3 separate regions of the Sus scrofa genome follow, and regions 1 and 3 are each linked to region 2. A link is a contact called in public Hi-C data. All regions are on one chromosome and are shown on one strand. Each heading gives the region's core, a stretch centred on a gene start, on an enhancer-like site or on the middle of the called end of the contact. The rest is flanking DNA. Distances are from core to core; before and after follow the strand shown. Region 1 has its middle 120 kb from the start of JUN. Region 2 has its middle 220 kb from the start of JUN. Region 3 overlaps LOC102165506 (a long non-coding RNA gene).

Region 1 (2,738 bases), core at 153-2,652, 100 kb before region 2:
AAAGCAAATAAATTAATTGCGAGTTAACCAATCTAGTTTGGTCAATAAAATCTTTCCCACTGTGCAATCAATGGGGTAGGAGGGAAGAACATAAGGGTCTTTTGAAGAGGAACAATGTTGGGATTATTGGTCTAGATCAGTGGTTTTAAAAAGAAAGCAAAGCTGTACTTTTAAAACACTTGCCACCAGGGGTTTTGATTCAGTGGATCTGAGATGGAGTGAGCTTCCCAGGTGATTCTGAGATGACCAAGTCAGTAGTACCTGGCTCTGGCAAGTACGGGTCCCTTTCTGTCCTAATTTTTCCTTTTTTGTCCCCATCTCACTCAGCTTGTGCTTGACACTTTGAGTAATGGGAGCTTACCACCTCACAAGGCAGGCTGCCCAACCCAACAGCCATACTGATAATAAGCACACCAGTACAGTGACCATATGTAGAGGTTTTTTTGTTTGTTTTTGTTTTTTTTTTTGTCTTTCTAGGGCTGCACCCATGGCATATGGAGGTTCCCAAGCTAGGGGTTGAATCTGAGCTACAGCTGCCAGCCTATGCCACTGTCACAGCAACGCCAGATCCGAGCTGCGCTGCTACCTACACCCCAGCTCACTGCAACCCAGAATCCTTAACCCACTAAGGCCAGGGATCAAACCTGTGTTCTCATGGATGCTAGTCAGATTCGTATCCACTGAGCCATGAGGGGAACTCCTTCTTTTGGATCAGAGGTACTAAGGTACAGATGCTACTGATTCTGGCGGCTAGGTATTATTTACCCCCATTTTATAGTGAAAGAAAGCCAAACTCCTGAGGTTTAGTGGTGCATTCAATGTCTCAGAGGGTGCAGGGCTGGGCCAGGATTCCAGCCACCCCTGGTGGCTGGTTAGCCCACGTGCTTCCCCCCGGGCCTGGAGCAGGTCCCGGGGTGGGGGCGGGGTGACTCCTGGGAGGAGGGGAGGGATCCCGGTCGCCACGTCGCCGGCCCTGCCTGGCTGCACACCGCGCTCCGCCCAGCCCTCGCGGGCCTCCCCATAGAAGGTAAACCCAGGCAGGATCCCATGAGAGCTGGCGGGGCCTGGCGCCCCGCTGGTTTCAGTTTCTGAAGAGCCCAGCCCTGAGCAAACACGGGCTGGGAGGAGGGTTCTGGAAGCCTTCCCAACAGATAGCAGATTAACTCGCTGCTGCCTGGGAGCCACCCACGTGGGGACGGGCTGGGTCACCAGCAAGCGGCCTCCCTGGCAGGCAGACAGTCCCTGCGGGGGGCCGGTCGCCCCTGGCTGCCCAGAGCCACCCGAAGCCGGAGAAGGCACACGCTGACCCGCCAAGACGACCTCGGTGCCAGTTCCAGTCCGGCTCTGGCCGGGACCTCCAGGCTGGGTGACAAGGCTGAGGGACGGCCCCAACCCCACCCTCCAAATAAGGACAGATCTTCCTGCTTCAGCCTGCCTCTCCAGGGCGTTCCTGTTCCAACGTGTACGCAGAACGCTTAGAATGTTTGTTTTCTTTCTGAGAAAGAGGCTGAGGGACATGGCCAAGGCCGGCGTGAACTCCAAACCCAGGGCATTCTCTGTCGGACATTTTTCGGGCCAGACAGACTCGGGTCTGAATACTAGTTCTGCCACTTCCTATCCAGGAGACCTTCGTGTAAATTTCTTCATCTCTCTGAGCCTTATTATTCTCATCTCTAAAATGGGGATAATGCTACCTATCTCTAAGATAGGTTCTGTGGAGTCGATTAGATAGATACAGATTATACATATTAAGTATTTAGTGCCCTCAATCAATGCCAATTAACATTATTATTAATTATATTGTTACTACAAATGACTAATAATGACACTTAGGATTATTATTACTAATGCAACTGGGAGCATGGGTGTAAAAAAAATGGGCTCAATTAAAATTTTTTACTGAGGGAAATAGTTTTATGAGAGGTAAATAAAGATTGGAATAACACTGGGTCGCGAGCACATGATCTCATTTAGTATTCAAACAGCTTCACAAGGCAGGTGTTATTATCCCCATTATACAGGTGAGGAAGCTGAGGCCCCTGGAAGTTAAGTAACTAGGCCATGTCACACACTGTTCATACCTGGTATCCTGGCCTCCGGAGCTCTGTGATGATATTCCCTAAGCCTTAGCTACCTCAAACTTCCCCACCTCAACAAAGGAAAACTCTGGAAATGATAAAAGTCACCTCCTTCAGGCTGCTTTCTTAATTCTCTCTCTCCTCCCCTAGTAGAACAAACGCTCCCTCTTTTGTTCTCCTGGTGCGGGTAGCATGTGACTACACACCCTTGTGGGCTGTCTCTCTTCTCCAGGGAGTGTGCTTCTCAGAGGCAGACACTGTACACTTTTTTGCATGTTGGGAAGGTCTGTACGCTGTTGTTGTTAAGTACAGACTTAGGAGCCCAACTGCCTGGGCTCAAACCCTGGCTCAAATCGTGGCTTTACTACTTGTTGGCTGTGGGCTTGAGTAAGAAACTTAAGTTCTCTCTGCCTCATGCCCCTTATCTGTAAAATGGAAATTAACACTAAAAACAGCCTCATGGGAGTTCCCTGGTGGCCTAGTGGTTAAGGATCTGGCCTTATCACTGGTTCAAGTCACTGCTGTGGCAAGGGTTTGACCCCTAGCCCAGAAAGTTTCCCATACTCTGGGCATGGCCCAAAAAAAAAAAAATGCGTCTTGTGTGGACTTGCTGTTGCATTGAATGGACATTTAGATCTAGATCAATATAGATCTAGATAC
Region 2 (2,878 bases), core at 127-2,626:
GGCCAGATGATCCCTAAGGGCTCAGGCTCCGATGTGCCTGGATTCACAGTAAAGGCTGGCCTGGAGATTCAAACAAGGTTCTATATCAGAAACTGTTACTTCTGCAGCAAAGATGAGAAATAATAATTTGACTGATCTGTTAACTGCTGGCAGCACTGAATGTGCCTCTTAGCTGTATGATGGCTAATATAGGATCTTCTAGAAGGGCTTCCTGGCTCAAGCAGGATGCCACCCTTTCTATGAATGTGGTAACCAGCACATGTCAATTGAGAGCATAGAAATCCAGGTCTTGAAAGCAAAGTATCCACATGGAGGGTAAACTATTTTACAGTTGAATTGTCAGGAAAATATTACTCATTGCCTGGTTTATCTTTATAATTCCCCCTTTGGGAATTATAATTCCTACCTTCCAACACATACATAAATACATATGACCACAACTAACGAGGTCAGGCAATGTATGCTTCCTGACCCACACACAAACACATCCACCCAAGTGAACATCCAGGACACAGATGACTGTCACAGAGACACATGCTGTAGACACATAGAGATCTATATATTCCATACACATAGAAACCACTTGCATACTGAGATATTCTATTTTTTCCCTTGGACTAGCATTTGGGGATATATAGTATGCTTGGCGGAATAATGGTTTCCCAAAGATGTCCATGACCTAAGTTAGAATCTGTGAGTATCTTATCTTACTTGGCAAAGGAAATTGAGGTTGCAGATGGATTTAGGATGGCTAATCAGCTGACTTTAAGACAGGAATATTAGCCTGGACTATCCAGGTGGGCTGGATATGTATCCAATATAATCACAAAGGTCCTTAAAAGACAGAAGAGGAGGAAAAAGAGTCACTGTCAGAGTGATACAATGTGGAAAGATTCCGCCAGCCATTGATGGCTTTGAAGAAGGAGGAAAGGGCCATCAGCCAAGAAATGCAGGCAGCCTCTAGTTGGAAAAGGCAAATAAAGAAACAAACAAACAAAACATATTCTGCTCTTTCCAGAGCTTCTGGGAAGGAACATAGGCTCCACAAAACTTGATTTTAATATAGTGAGGGCTGTGTTGGACTTTCAACTCTAGAACCCTTAGGATCATTAATTTGGGTTGCTTTAAGCCACTGAGTTTGCAGTAATTTGTTACAGCAACAATAGGAAACTAATACCCTCAACCTTGGAGCCTAGGGTCTGGGAAAGGAGATAGACCCAGGGTGCTAGAATGCAGAGTAAAGAGGCTATAATAGGATTAGTTCAGGTTGCTGAGAAAACACCCAGGAGAGCCCCTCAACCCAGACTTGGGCATGAAGGGAACGTTTTCTCATAGAAACTCCATAAGGGAGGGACCAATATGGACCAATGTCAGCAACACCCACCACTGTGCCTGAACGTACTGTGTCCAAAAAATGTGTGTTGGAGGGAGGACAGAGGGAGGGAGAGAGGAAAGAAAAATTTAAGAAGAGACAAAACTAAGGCCTGATGGATTAAGTAGGGCTTACGATGGGTGAATAGAAAGCAAGGGAAAGTGTTTCAGGCCGAAGGGACAACATGGGCAGTGACCTGAGGGCTGTTTAAAGAACTAAATAAAGTTTAGTTTGGCTGGGACACAGTGCCCCACAGGGAATGGGGAAAGATGAGTAGGGGCACGTTACAGATCATAAGGGGCCTTATCAGCTATAATTAGACTCTTGGCCTGTATCCTGTATGCAGCTGGTGCTCTCTCTCTCTCTTTCTCCTCTGCTTTTGCGTTTCTCTCTCCCTTTTCTCTTGGTTTACACTTTAATATCTCTTACATGGAGTGTGTATATGCCACCTCAGTTAAGTCAAAGAGAGCTTACAGAAATATTTCATCCTTGTCTTGTGGTCTCTGTTGCAGTCACTCCCTCCAATCTAGCAATGCTTTACGACCTAACTCATAAATTTTCATTTTGGATAAGATGGGATGGTCCCGTAGATGAAGGCACTGGTCAGGTAATCACACCTTCTGGGCTTACAAGTCCACACTCCTCTGTTTACCGTTTAGTATCTCTGTATTCTCTCGTTTCCCAGTCTGTAAATGGGGCCAGGGGAGTACTCACCTCATGGGCCTACTGTGAGGATCAAATGAGGAAGTCCCTGAAAAAGCTTTCAAAGCACGAGGTATATACCAAGTGGCAGGTATCTGCTGAAATCATCACTCTTTGCATAGCTATTCTCAGCCAGCCATAACCAGCCATGCCAATAAGTGTCCATAAGCCTTGAGGTCAATCTCACCATTCTGCATCCGGAGAAACTGATATACATGGACCGCGTCAATGAGCGCCCTTGCTCTCTAGCTTCCAGTTGATTCCAGCCTATGGGAGGCATCAGCAGAAGGCCCGGAGAGTGAAATTGGGATATTTGGTTCTCTCTGGGTTTCCGGAGCTTTCCTTTATCAAATGTGGCCTCTTCTCAGGAGGTCCTCTCCCTACACCTACCCTTTTGGTTCCAGGAAATTCCCCCTCTTCTTTCCCTCTTAAGAACCTGTGATGATAATGGCTTTTCCACCCGTGCAAGTCCCAAGGTTTCCTTCTTAACCAAATGACCCTGTTGGAGCATGGTCTCTGTTCTTGTAGGAATGCTGACCAAGACAACGTTCTTTTAGGTATGGGGTCTCCTGGCTTAACAGGACAATAAGACCTCATCCCGTGAAATGAGGAAGCCCTTGTCCCTCTGGTCAACTGTGGAACCTTCACTGAGGTGACCACGTTGTCACAAGACCACTGCTTTTTCATTCCCCAGGAAGCTTTGAAAGTGTCAACATGATTGGTAATCTTAGTATGTATGATGACCATACCCCAAACCAAGTGGCCCAGGCAGAAAACTGGGTTGCTGTGAGTTTCCAGAGGCCA
Region 3 (2,842 bases), core at 182-2,681, 130 kb after region 2:
TAATATCTAACCCTTAACAGAAACCATTCACTCTGTCATCTGCCCAGGGAGGTAGTCATCATTACAGCAATCTTTCAGATGAGAAAATTGAAGCCCAGAGAGCTTAAGTGCCTTGTCCAATATTACATAGCAAGTCAGTAGTAGAAGCAGGTTTCCAGCCCAGCCAGTCTGGCGCCAGAGCCTACACGCCAACCTATAGGTTACACCTGAAGAAGGCCTTTTGTAGGCAACAGAGCTCTCCATTAAACCTATGAGGAGGGCCCAGAGAGGTCATGGAACTTCATCAGTAACACACAGCATCACCCAATGCTTCGTTGAATCCTCAAGTTTCCACTCTAGAGCCATCCCACTCCTCCTTCCTCACCTCTCTTTTCTCTACAGCAGCCTTGCCTCTAAGCTGGCCTTGTAGGTTAATGGCAACCAGCTTGGGAGTCAAAATGAGGGTTAAATCTTGGCCATACAACTCACCAGTTGCAGGTACTTGGACAAGCTGCATGGTTTCCCGGCCTCAGTTTTCATATCTATCGAATTGTTGTATAGTCTTGTTCCCCTAGAAGGGAGACTGAAAGGGTTAACTGCGGTACTGGGCAGTCCTTCTGCGTCATTGTTTTAACTTCTTCAGAGCGCTGTGAAGAACACCTCCTCTGGGACAGTGTTCTCCTTGAAAGACATCCAGCACACACTAGGTCCTCAATTAATCATGGGATGCATGCATACATTTTCTTGAATACATGAGTGTCTAGCACAGAGGCCAAGGTAGGTAAACACTAGTTTCTCTCAGCCAGGTGACTTCATAGGGTCCAGTCATCTGCGTTTATTATTTATTAGGTTAATAAACTAATTTTGGTCAAAGTGTCCATAGCTGCTAACAGTTGAAACTAGGGTCATTCTTCAAGGTAAGATTGACATATTAACTGCAACTCTCTAGCAGTCAGACAAAAGTAGGCTGTTTTATCCTACCATGAGACCTTCCAGAAGAAAAGACAGAACAAAGAGAGGTAGAGGGAAGAACCGCCAATGCAGGGAGGGCAGAGAGAGGTGGGGGTGGGGAGGGAGCAGAGGAGGATGGAAGTGGTAGAAAGGGATCAAAGACCCAGGAAGCCCCCCTGCTGGCAGGTTCACTTGTTTTCACCGCTCACAGCCCAGAGCCTAGGACTAGGCAGGCACATCGTGGGCGCTCGGTAACTCTTTGCTAAAAAAAGCCTGGATGTGAATGAAAAAGGAAAAGGGGGCAGGGAGAAAAATTCCGGCAGGGGAGAGGCAGAGATGAAGAGAGAAAATCAGCGACAGAGCTCCAACAAAGACAGACAGGACAACCAGAGGCAGAGAGAGGGCGACCGGCGGCCTGGGCAGGGGGTGGGCGGACCTTGCTAGCGGAGCCGGGCGCCCCGGCCCCACCAGCGAGGGCGCAGCAGATGGGCTGCGGGTGCGCACCCAGAGCGCAGCGCCTCCGCCCGTCCGCTCACCCGCCCGCTCGCCCGCCCCAGGCAGCCATAAGTGGGACATGTGGCTGGAGGAAGGTCACGGCCTCGCGGAGGGGACTTTCCTGGGGTGGGGGTGGAGGACCTGGGAACGCTGGCCTTTAACTTCCCAGGTCAGACCACCCCGCGCGGCCTCTGACGCAGGGACCCCGGGGACCTGTCCTCTGGTCTGACCTTTTAAGTCCCTCCCTGCCATCAAGGCTCTAACAAAGTCCCTCCCCTCCCCCAGCCTAGGGGTTCTCACACTTGAATGCCTCAGAATCACCAGGCAGCTTTGCTCATTAATTTAATGGAACGATTAAATTAAGTCCGTGATTTAATTATTGTTAAATCCATTGTTGCCTGATCCACTGCCACCCCTGTTCTGATTCAGTGAGTTTCGGGTGGGGCCTGAGACTATGCATTTCTAATAAGTTTCCCGGTGAAGTTGATGCATTTGGTCTGGGGACCAGCCCTTGAGAACCACCGTCCTGTATGGGACAATTGTCTCCCTCATTTTCCTCCTTAATCCACAAAATACCTGTTCACCTTCCCAATGAGCCTGGAACCCTTGGCAGCTAAGCAAACAGGTGGAAGAGAGGGGACCTGCATTTGGGCAAAGCCAAGAGGACAAGGGGAAACTCAACTCCCAGCTCTAGAGGCTGTCACCAGCGTTAGTGGCTTACTCTAGTCTCCTGGGAGGCCTCTGTGTGGGATCCAGAACAGGGCAGAACCCTGAGTAGTTAAAAACCAGGTTAATAGGTTTGGCTCCAGAAAAGGAAGAAAAAAGCCCTTTCTTCAGGAGAGAAGAGTGTACAAGGAGGACGCCTATTCATTCATCAACCAGTGGTGCCCTAAGTAGTGCCACTGACACTCATCATTCAAAAAAAAAAAAAAAAAAGTTAATTGAGCAGCTGTTTATGCCAGGCACTTTCTGGGTGTTGGGGATATTGCAGGAAACAAATTTGAGATTAATATCTTAGGGAGAATGCTTTTCAGTAGGGAGATTAACAAGAAACATGGGAAAGAGTAAATTATTGAGTACGTTAGAAGGTAATAACTAAGGAAAAATGTGAGTAAGGTAAGGGAGTGCCAGTGGGTGCAGTATTCTTATTTTAAATTTTTTTAATTTTTATATTTTTAGATTTTATGGTCACACCCATGGCATATGGAAGTTTCCAGGCTGGGGATTGAATCTGAGCTGATACAGTTGGATTCTTAACCCACTGCACTACAGTGGGAAGGCTGAGTGGGTGCAGTTATAAACAAGATGGTCAAAGTAGAGCTTGTTGGGAAGATGACATTTGAATCAGGAATTTAGGTAGCTAGCTGACAGAACTTTCAGGTAAAGGGAACTGCCAGTGCAAAGGTCCTGAGGCAGG

The links. Hi-C and Micro-C count contacts between places; a contact is called where the count stands out from the background.
Region 1: a Hi-C map of liver shows a contact between it and region 2, with 6 times the contacts expected there. The contact joins two enhancer-like sites. A contact is called at or near these places in 3 of 47 Hi-C or Micro-C datasets (heart right ventricle, liver and psoas muscle).
Region 3: a Hi-C map of skeletal muscle shows a contact between it and region 2, with 2.2 times the contacts expected there. The contact joins two enhancer-like sites. A contact is called at or near these places in 4 of 47 Hi-C or Micro-C datasets (fetal heart ventricle, heart right ventricle, psoas muscle and 1 more) and 1 of 2 datasets of contacts at active chromatin or transcription factors (skeletal muscle).

Annotation. Positions count from the first base shown.
Region 1 is chr6:153,561,090-153,563,827 of Sscrofa11.1, reverse strand. No RefSeq gene overlaps it. Among named protein-coding and RNA genes, the nearest start is that of JUN, 120 kb to the left of the region's middle. Within about 2 kb of position 1,402, at least 76 of the 83 cell types and tissues checked have an H3K27ac peak or open chromatin away from gene starts, as enhancers often do.
Region 2 is chr6:153,460,174-153,463,051 of Sscrofa11.1, reverse strand. No RefSeq gene overlaps it. Among named protein-coding and RNA genes, the nearest start is that of JUN, 220 kb to the left of the region's middle. Within about 2 kb of position 1,376, at least 4 of the 83 cell types and tissues checked have an H3K27ac peak or open chromatin away from gene starts, as enhancers often do. A contact at or near this core is called in skeletal muscle, where this site is marked.
Region 3 is chr6:153,333,995-153,336,836 of Sscrofa11.1, reverse strand. The region is part of intron 3 of LOC102165506 (a long non-coding RNA gene); the gene reads right to left. Among named protein-coding and RNA genes, the nearest start is that of FGGY, 120 kb to the right of the region's middle. Within about 2 kb of position 1,431, at least 39 of the 83 cell types and tissues checked have an H3K27ac peak or open chromatin away from gene starts, as enhancers often do. A contact at or near this core is called in skeletal muscle, where this site is marked.